Linked DNA regions of Anas platyrhynchos: region 2 is linked to region 1. A link is a contact called in public Hi-C data. All regions are on one chromosome and are shown on one strand. The core of a region is the stretch at or near the end of the contact, and the rest is flanking DNA. Distances in the headings are between cores, read along the strand shown.

Region 1 (4,370 bases), core at 992-3,491:
GAATCAAATGAAGCTCGGCAGAAGTTCGCAGGAGCTAAAGCTATCTCTTCAGATATGTTCTTTGGGCGGGAAGCAGATGCTGAGGTAAATGCACTTTGCAGTGCTCTGACTTCATCTCCTGTTTGCTCAGGTTGTTCTTTGTTCCGTTCCTTTACCTTTTTTGTTTTCCTTTCTTCTGCAGTATGAAGCCAGATCCCGACTGCAGCAGCTCTCAGGCAGCAGTGCTATCAGTTCTGCAGACCTGTTCGGAGAGGCTGAGAATGCGCACTCAGGTTTGTTAGCACTCAGTGGGTTGAGGAAGGGAGTGCAGCTTTGGAGGACCTCAACAAGAGGGGGTCAGGGTGTTCTCTGGAGCTGGAGAACTCCAGCCTTACTCCTCCTGGTTCTTGTAGGTGGTGTGTCGATTGGAAATGTCCTGCCTGCAGCCGATATCGCACAGTTCAAGCAAGGAGTGAAGTCAGTTGCTGGCAAGATGGCTGTCCTAGCCAACGGGGTGATGAACTCCCTCCAGGTGAGGTTGCACTGCAGCACTTTCAGACAGGTTCTAGTCATGTTCGGGGACTTCTACCATATCCTGGCCGTTCCAAGTGATTTCACTGGGATTATCATCGTCTTCTCAAATTATATGGAAAGTCCTAGGTAGAGATGAGCCCTTTTGTAGCTGAGGATTCAATAGCTGACCAATTCCAGGTGGCTGGTGAATGCTACTTGGACAACATTATTCTCCTGCTGGACAGGGTACTGTGTTATGTCAGATACACCTTTTCCCACAGATCTTTAAACTTAAAAAAAAAAAATTGAGCCCATTTTACCTCCTGTCTTTGCAAGGTGTCCTCTCTTAAGGCAACCTTTTGTTGACCATTGTGTATTGATTGCATTAATGCCAAACCCCCATGACCTTGTTATTTGCTTCTTTGGAGTTTGCACAGTGTTATAGAATGGTGTCTTGGTGTGTTTCCTCCCCAGGATCGTTATGGTTCATATTGATGACCCAGGAACTGCAACTCGCAGGGAAGCCAGCAGGAGGCACTGATGCCACCTTCGCCTGGAGTAAACTCTGCAGGATTGTCTTAGTTTGTCTGGGGTGGGTGGGGAGGGGAGAAGGAAAGCAGAAGGGGGCAGGACATGGCTGTGCCCAGGATGCTTTCCAAATATCTGAATTCCACTCTGCATTAAAATTTGATGTGCCCTCAGACCCACTGCTATCTACTAGCCAGTGGAGATGGGGATAACCTCACTGCTGTGAAAGATGTGGGAATTCCTGTGACTGCCCTCATCAGTGCTCCTATCCTTCCTGGCCCATCCCTTAGCTGACCACGTGACAGAGGAAATGGGAATGCTGTTTTTCTGAACGTGTTACCTGGTCCCTACGGACATGACTGTGGCTTTCTGTTCTGCTCAGTGCTCTTACTGCCTGATCCCAAGCAGGCTGCTGCAGCAGTTCACAGCACGGGTAAGGCATTTTCAACTGCAAGGTTCTAGCATGCATGGTAAGCCATGGTGTCACAATTCCTCTGTATTTGCAGGGTCTGCCTTTTACCATGGGATAATCCTTTTTATTGTCTTGTAAACTGGCATATATTGATGCGGGAGAACAAATCAAGCAAAGATTATTTTTTTTAGCTTCTAATCACATCATGAGCAAAAAAAAAAAGGCCCAGGCCATGAAGTACTATAAAGATATTTGCTGGACCCTTGGTTATTGTGTTGCCCTGTCCTATCTTCCATCCAGACTTGGACAGAGGGGAAGGTCCTGAAACCCTGGCTTAAGTGGGACAGGGGTGAGGGAGGCTGTCCCCATGGGGACTGCAACCTTAGTCCTACTCAGGTGGGTTCTTTGCTTCTGAGTGTGGTTTCAACAAGAGCAGTTTTCCCTTCATGCAGTTGAGGATGGGATAGGCCTTTTTTTCTGTGCTTATTTTGCAACTATTGCAAAATAGCTGGATGAGCAAAACAATTTAACTCCGTGGGTTCCTGTCAGCAAATGCCCCCTCCAGGGCTGGGCCCCCACATTGTGCCAGATGTGCACGGACCCCCCTGGTCCACTGGGGGCTGCGTGGCAGCAGCCAGAGGGGCCGTGGTACCCCCAGGGCTGTGGCGGGGGTGGAAGTGGCTGAGGGTTGAATGTGCTTGCGTGGGTGATGTGGGCACGGTGCCATTTGTGCTGGGGGTGGCAGCGGGCCCCACCTGGGCGGGGTCAGCATTGTGGGGCCCCATGAGAGGCCACTGGGGCCTGGGAGGGGGGGCACAGAGCAGAGTTTCTCAGGCTTGGCCCCAGGCCTTACACTGCATGCTTTATTCCCTTGCTTTGGTTGTTGCCCACTGCTGGGTGGGGAAAAAACGTGCAGTTAAAGAGCATGCTGATAACTTACAATCAATAAATACCTCCCCCTACCTCCACAGCCAGGTCAGCAGTAGCTAAAAGATTACTCTTAAAATAGTTCCAGCATGTGCTGAATCCGCTCGGCTTAGGGCAGCGCTAAGCTTTGGGTTAACAGATCTTAGTAGCCTACACCGTGCAGCGTTTTAGGGCAGGGAAGAGCAAGAAGCCTCCCAAAGGCTCACGAGAAATTGGAGTATCTTGGGAAATAACGAGTCCATGCAAGCTGTGACAGAGGTGCATGGCTAGTCAGCTGTTCAGGGTTGTGGAGGCCAAGCTGCAGAGTTAGTTACCACTGAGGCTGTAATTCTTTCTGTAGCTGTACAGGCCACACCGCGATGATACAACAATGCCAATATTTACAAAAAGTACCTGGGCCTCACTTGAAAACTGCCTCCTCCTCCCCCAGTGCTTCTGCCCACCAACCCCCAGCAGATATGCTCTATGTTGGCAGGCTGCACCGCCACCTGTGGCCAAACCATCTGAAGACTTTTCATCTCTCTGTTCCACCCCCCTCTCCAAAGCCTGCTTTCAGCAAATGAGCTTAACGTGCTGTTGGAGGCAGGGGGAGGCCTCCCAGAAGGGAACTCAGCACAGCAGAGGAGCCGCAAAGCACCGTGCAGTACTTGCTGAAATCTAGCTTATTATTTGCTTTGGCTTGGCTTGGACTCATGGAGGAGGAAGCTGTGACAGGTGGCAAGGCACTAGCTAAACCCTTCTATTCTAGGAACTTGAGGAATTTCTCTACCTTTGATCACATGCAGGTGCAGCTTTACTAGGAATAATTACAATGGAGCATGAATGCAAAGCTGCCGCTGGCGATTTAACCACTCTATTGTCTAGGCCAAGTCTGAACACAGCTACACAACAAAACCCTGGCACCCAGCCTGCACCAGCGCTCCCACTGTTCCAGCACCTGCTGAACTGGGAGAGAGCCCTGGTTGGGAGAACGCCGGGCTATTTCCAAGTACGGGCAGCTCTAGCAGCTGCTGGTTTGTCGTCTTACGTGCCAGCAGATGGCAGCAGAACTCTGTAGCTGGAAATAGCTACTCCTACACAGATTCGGATCTAGGGGAAAAAAAAAAGCAGCGTTCTTGCTGGGAAGGGACAGGTGGACTTGGCAATGGGGCCTGGCAGAGCCGCGCACACACTGGTGATGTGGATGTAACCCAGTGCCAGAGCAGATGCTCTGGGAGGAGGTGCTGCACCTCCAGGGAGATGTGGACAAACCAAAGGTGGGACCGGTGCCCACCCTCACAACCTTCAGTTTTCAGAGGAGTCTGTCTCTTCGTTGGAGCCTTCACTCTCAGCATCCATTTTTCGGCGATGGTGGAGAGGTTTCCAGGGAGAGTTAATCCTGGGTGAGTGACGGACAGGCAAATTAGCAGTGTCCCCGCTGGAGCTGGTAGGAGCAGAGATGGCAAGCCCTGAAACCTGAGCTATCCTGGAAGAGAAAAGACAAATGCTGGGTAGCCGAGCTTGTCACCTCCACCCTTAACCATAGCAATTTTGGAGTAAACTCGCAAAGAGGACTCATTCCCAACTAGAAAGACGTTCATGGCAAAGATGGGGAATACTTTACACCAGTATCTGCCAGACTTGCTGTGCAAATCTTTTTTCCCCTGTTAAAACAGATCTGGCCTCAGCCTGTGTCTCCTAACACTCCTAGTTTTCACTGTCCAACATTTTTTTTTCCTAACCAAGGTGCATTTCCTCCCCAGTTTCTGAAGCCTTTTCTAAGGATTTTGTTAGCACCACCCAGCCACCCCAGAGGCCCTCTCTGCCTAGGCTGCTCTGTTAGCTCCTCTCTTGTCTTATAGTTGAGTAAAAGACTAGGGGTAGTACTTCAGTGAAGATTTCCTTAACATGCTACTTTCCATCTGTTGCTTTACCTCCTACTCCAGGCAATTCCACTTACAATTTCTCAAGTTCCTGATCCATGGCAGGGTCAAGAAACAAATCTCCTTTATCTGGCAAAGCCCCTGTGAAG
Region 2 (3,996 bases), core at 79-2,578, 140 kb after region 1:
GTATCAGATCCCTGTATATGCCTATCCTGCCCATACTCTATGAATTACAACAAAGCTCTGAGACACTTCCATTTAAACCTGGAAGCATTAATGAAGTTCAAAGTTCCTACTTTTGTCAAATGGACTGAGTCTGGCTCGTTCCTTCTAGGTAATTCTGGGTATCTTTCGTTTTGCCTTATGAAGCTGCCAAGCACTTTTAACAGGAGATAGTATCAAAAAGGCATTTTGTAAAAGTGAAGAAGAAAGCGTTTGTTTTAGAGGGTTAAGGGTACCAGCCCCACCATGCCTTAGACATTTTCTAGGCAGTCTCTTGCTCTTTCTTGTAACCATTTCCCCTAGAGCTATTCTTCCATATGATGGATATGGAAAAGAAGAGGGTTTTAACAGGCCCCCGTATTATGGCAAGATTCAGGAAATAACTAGAATCTCCTATTTTTCTTAATTTTTTCAGGTTGTTTGTATACCATCCCTCATAGAGGAATGGTATATACTGGTCTGTGAATTTGTCACAGTGAGAAGAGCCCAACTGTGTATACTGACCTCTTTAGATCAGAGTATTTCAAAAATTGTGTTTAGAATGACAAAAAGGACTTTTAAAACTGCAGCCCTTGCTTGGGCCTGTTGAGGAGAGAGCAGTGTGCATTGTACAGGTATAGATGAGCTCAGAGGACCTGGAGCTATTGCTCTAGATAAGTCAGCTGGCATGAGTAGCATTGTGCAGGAGGCGGTGGTGATCCTGGAAAAAGCAATTGTGCTTAGACAAACCGGTAAACCCATTGCCTTATCTTGATAACCAAGATATTTAAACAAATACTGAAAGAACTGTTGCAGCCCAGAAGCCAAATCAAACTTCCAGAGCCACTGAACTTCAACCTCCCCACTCCAAACGAAACCCGAGATGGTAGAGTACAACTGTTGTCACCACAAGGTTGGTTGTGCAGTTCTGCATTAGGTCTACAGTGATAGTCGTCAGGTAAAAATTAACTGAGGGGTTCTAGTCCCAGCAGAACATGTACTGGCTCGTCTAATGAGAAATAGTGCACTGTCTAGATGTCTTTAGCAAGTTAAAAACCTGTGTCAGTTCTTGGATTTATGTTTTTATTGGCTATAGGGAGAAAATTCCTAGAACACTAGGAGATCAGCTGATGTAAGAATCTTTGTCTTCATTATGACAAATGCAGTCCAAGTTTTGGAATCCTTTATAAAAAGTATTTCTGTTCTCTGAGAAGTGAATCTGTATGTGATTTGTTTTTATGTTCCCGGTTGGTGTGTCTGTTAGTTCTTATTTGTACTTGATAATCTCACAACTACCCTTTTCAACGCTGCTTGCAGGCAGTCTGCCAATCTAATCGTTTCTTTGCTGATAACTGTATTGTCCTGTTATACTCCTAGGATTATCAGAGGGTGATGGTTTGGAAACCACTGACAAAGTCAGCTTGAGAACTATAAGAAATAAGAGGCAACAGGACAGTGCTGTTATTGACAAAGACACAATTAGATTGGCAGAGTCCCTACAAATAGCATTACTTTACTTACAAGAATTTTGTAGAGCCTTCCTGCCAACAGCACAAGTTGAAGTGTGTAGCTCGTGTGAAATCCTGTTGCCTGAGCTCAGATTTCAGTGATGCATGTAAATCTCATTCCAAGTCCGTCACAGTGCAGTTAGGGCTGGACAAGACGCCCATTCCTAGGCAGGCTTAAGATCCATAGCCGTGCTGGGGTGGCATCTCAGATGATTAAAGTGAAGAACTGACTCCACTCTGACACATGCTGAGGAGGGCTGTGGAATCTGGAACCAAAGGGAATTAAGCCAGGACCTTGAAGTCGTTCTGAGAGTGACTAAATAGCAGAGCTTCCCAATATAGCAGCATTGGACTCGGTCTGGAGGAGAGCTCACAGGCCTCTGAATCAGCATGAAGATATTTGGAGCAGTAAGGAGTGGAAGATGAGCTGAATTCAAGGAAAGAGGAAGTAATGGATTTGTGTTCATATGTAAAGATTGTAACAAATCTTAGAAAGTGTTCTGTGTCCTTTTCTCCACCATGACTGTTGTTGAATCAGTAAGCTCTGGTGTTTACTTTCTCCTTCCTCTTATTGCAGGGACGCCTCAGTGTGCCCCAGACCAGTTCCTCTGTGGGAACGGGCGTTGTATTGGACAGAGGAAGCTGTGCAATGGAGCAAATGATTGTGGAGATGGTAGTGATGAGAGCCCACATCAAAACTGCCGTAAGTAAATAACAGACTCCAAGACAAGTCTTAAATATAAATGGAGGCACTGTGTGTGGGAGTCTGTCTGGTGTTGCTGAAGGATGCGTGCAAGGAAGAAAGCCTGGGTTGTGTTACTGGGAGAGTGTGTGGGTTGAAGACTGAGGAAAATGACCTTTGTGGTTTTGCCAATTGCATGGTGTGGAGAGGGAATAATGGGGAGAAGATTATGCTTTCAGGTATCAAAGTTAGTCTGCAGAGATGGTGAATCCCAAACCATATTATTCTGAGCTTCGTTGTCCAGATCTTGGGAAGGGCTGATAGCCATTGGTTGTGGCCTGCAGGGGAGAGTTCTGACTGCAAAGAGGCAGCTTCCAGCACAGTTTGTCTTCCCTGTGTTGCTTAGGCTATTCTAAAGTGTGGCTGCTGCCTAACTGCTGAGGACACAAGCAGCTGCCTTGTGGTTTCAGCTCAGTTATCTTCATGCATTGCTTTTGCAGGTCCACGAACGGGGGAGGAGAACTGTAATGTCAACAATGGTGGCTGTGCTCAGAAGTGCCAGATGGCACGAGGGATGGTGCAGTGCACCTGCCATACAGGTTACAGGCTCCTGGAAGATGGACGATCGTGCCAAGGTGGGTTTTTGGAGCAGTAACCTCCTCCCTGCTGCTTTGATGTGCTTGGAGTTGATGGCTACGATAGGTTGCAAATCAGAGCATGAAAGCAGAAGCAACCTGTCAGTGAGGTTGCCCGACTTGTTGATGATATAATGGTAATTTTCTCCCTTTGTCTGTAACATGCAGATGTGAATGAATGTGCTGAGGAAGGTTACTGCAGCCAAGGCTGTACCAACAGTGAAGGAGGCTTCCAGTGCTGGTGTGAGCAAGGCTACGAGCTGCGACCTGACAAACGTAGCTGCAAAGCTCTAGGTAAAGAGGAATTCAACCTTACACTGGTGCATGTGTGTTGATACATACATGTTGTTCTCATAACTTTGTCTCTGATGCTTTGTTGGCAGCATTATGCTGTTCACCGAGACAATGTGTGATGCAAGGAAGTACCTGGATTTTTATTAGATATGCCTAGTAAAAACGTGTGGAAACTGTGATTTTGACTATGGAGAGATATTTCGCTATTTTCTTTCCTTTTTGACAGCCCTTGTCTGCTTCTTGTAGTTTCTTGTCATTCCTGGTGACCCAGACCCTGGGACAAAACCAGTATCATGTCTGTGTTTAGGAAGCGTCTCAATCCTTCCTTGTCAGTGAAGTTGCATCAAATGTCCTTGCTCTGGTTTAACCTTTGATGCTGGTCACCAGTTCTGAATGTTGTGAGTGGCTGCTCTATGGACATCTGTTTTTAAGGGCACATATACATTTGTAGAACTTAACTTCTCAGCTCCCCTAATGTAGGAAATGAGGAATTAAGAGTTCCATTACGTAAATTAGGAATATTATTAGGAATTCCCCTAATGAAATCCACAAAGAACTTCAATTCTTTTTTCAGCAGAAGTATCTACCGAGTTTATATCTAGCTGAGGCATACTTTAACTATGTCATGTTTTGCTGTGACAGTAGGCTGTGGTAGAAGGTGTGGTACAGCATGTGTGTTTATATGGCTGGGAGGTGGATATAGGCAAAGGAAACTATAACCTTGCTGCCAAGTGTGTGCCTAGTGGTATGGCTTCAGAGGCTGAGGTGAGGTGAGCTCAGACGGAGCCTGGAATGATCACATCTTGATAAATAAATGTTTGCCAAGAGCTTTAAAACTGCCAGATTTTGAGTTAAGTTTGTG

What was found. Hi-C and Micro-C count contacts between places; a contact is called where the count stands out from the background.
Region 2: a Hi-C map of liver shows a contact between it and region 1, with 6 times the contacts expected there. The contact joins two enhancer-like sites. A contact is called at or near these places in 7 of 8 Hi-C or Micro-C datasets (F1 follicle, F5 follicle, liver and 3 more).

The regions. Positions count from the first base shown.
Region 1 is chr5:31,933,655-31,938,024 of IASCAAS_PekinDuck_T2T, forward strand. It overlaps ARFGAP2 (ARF GTPase activating protein 2), which reads left to right. Exons shown (of 17, transcript XM_072038694.1): 14 at 1-84; 15 at 182-272; 16 at 393-511; 17 at 967-1,698. The coding sequence ends at 987. It overlaps CSTPP1 (centriolar satellite-associated tubulin polyglutamylase complex regulator 1), which reads right to left. Exons shown (of 10, transcript XR_011809664.1): 8 at 4,299-4,362; 9 at 2,954-3,824; 10 at 2,269-2,385. Among named protein-coding and RNA genes, the nearest start is that of ARFGAP2, 11 kb to the left of the region's middle. Within about 2 kb of position 2,242, at least 5 of the 8 cell types and tissues checked have an H3K27ac peak or open chromatin away from gene starts, as enhancers often do. A contact at or near this core is called in subcutaneous adipose tissue, where this site is marked.
Region 2 is chr5:32,078,038-32,082,033 of IASCAAS_PekinDuck_T2T, forward strand. It overlaps LRP4 (LDL receptor related protein 4), which reads left to right. Exons shown (of 38, transcript XM_072038690.1): 9 at 2,101-2,226; 10 at 2,706-2,840; 11 at 3,009-3,134. Among named protein-coding and RNA genes, the nearest start is that of CKAP5, 24 kb to the right of the region's middle. Within about 2 kb of position 1,329, at least 4 of the 8 cell types and tissues checked have an H3K27ac peak or open chromatin away from gene starts, as enhancers often do. A contact at or near this core is called in subcutaneous adipose tissue, where this site is marked.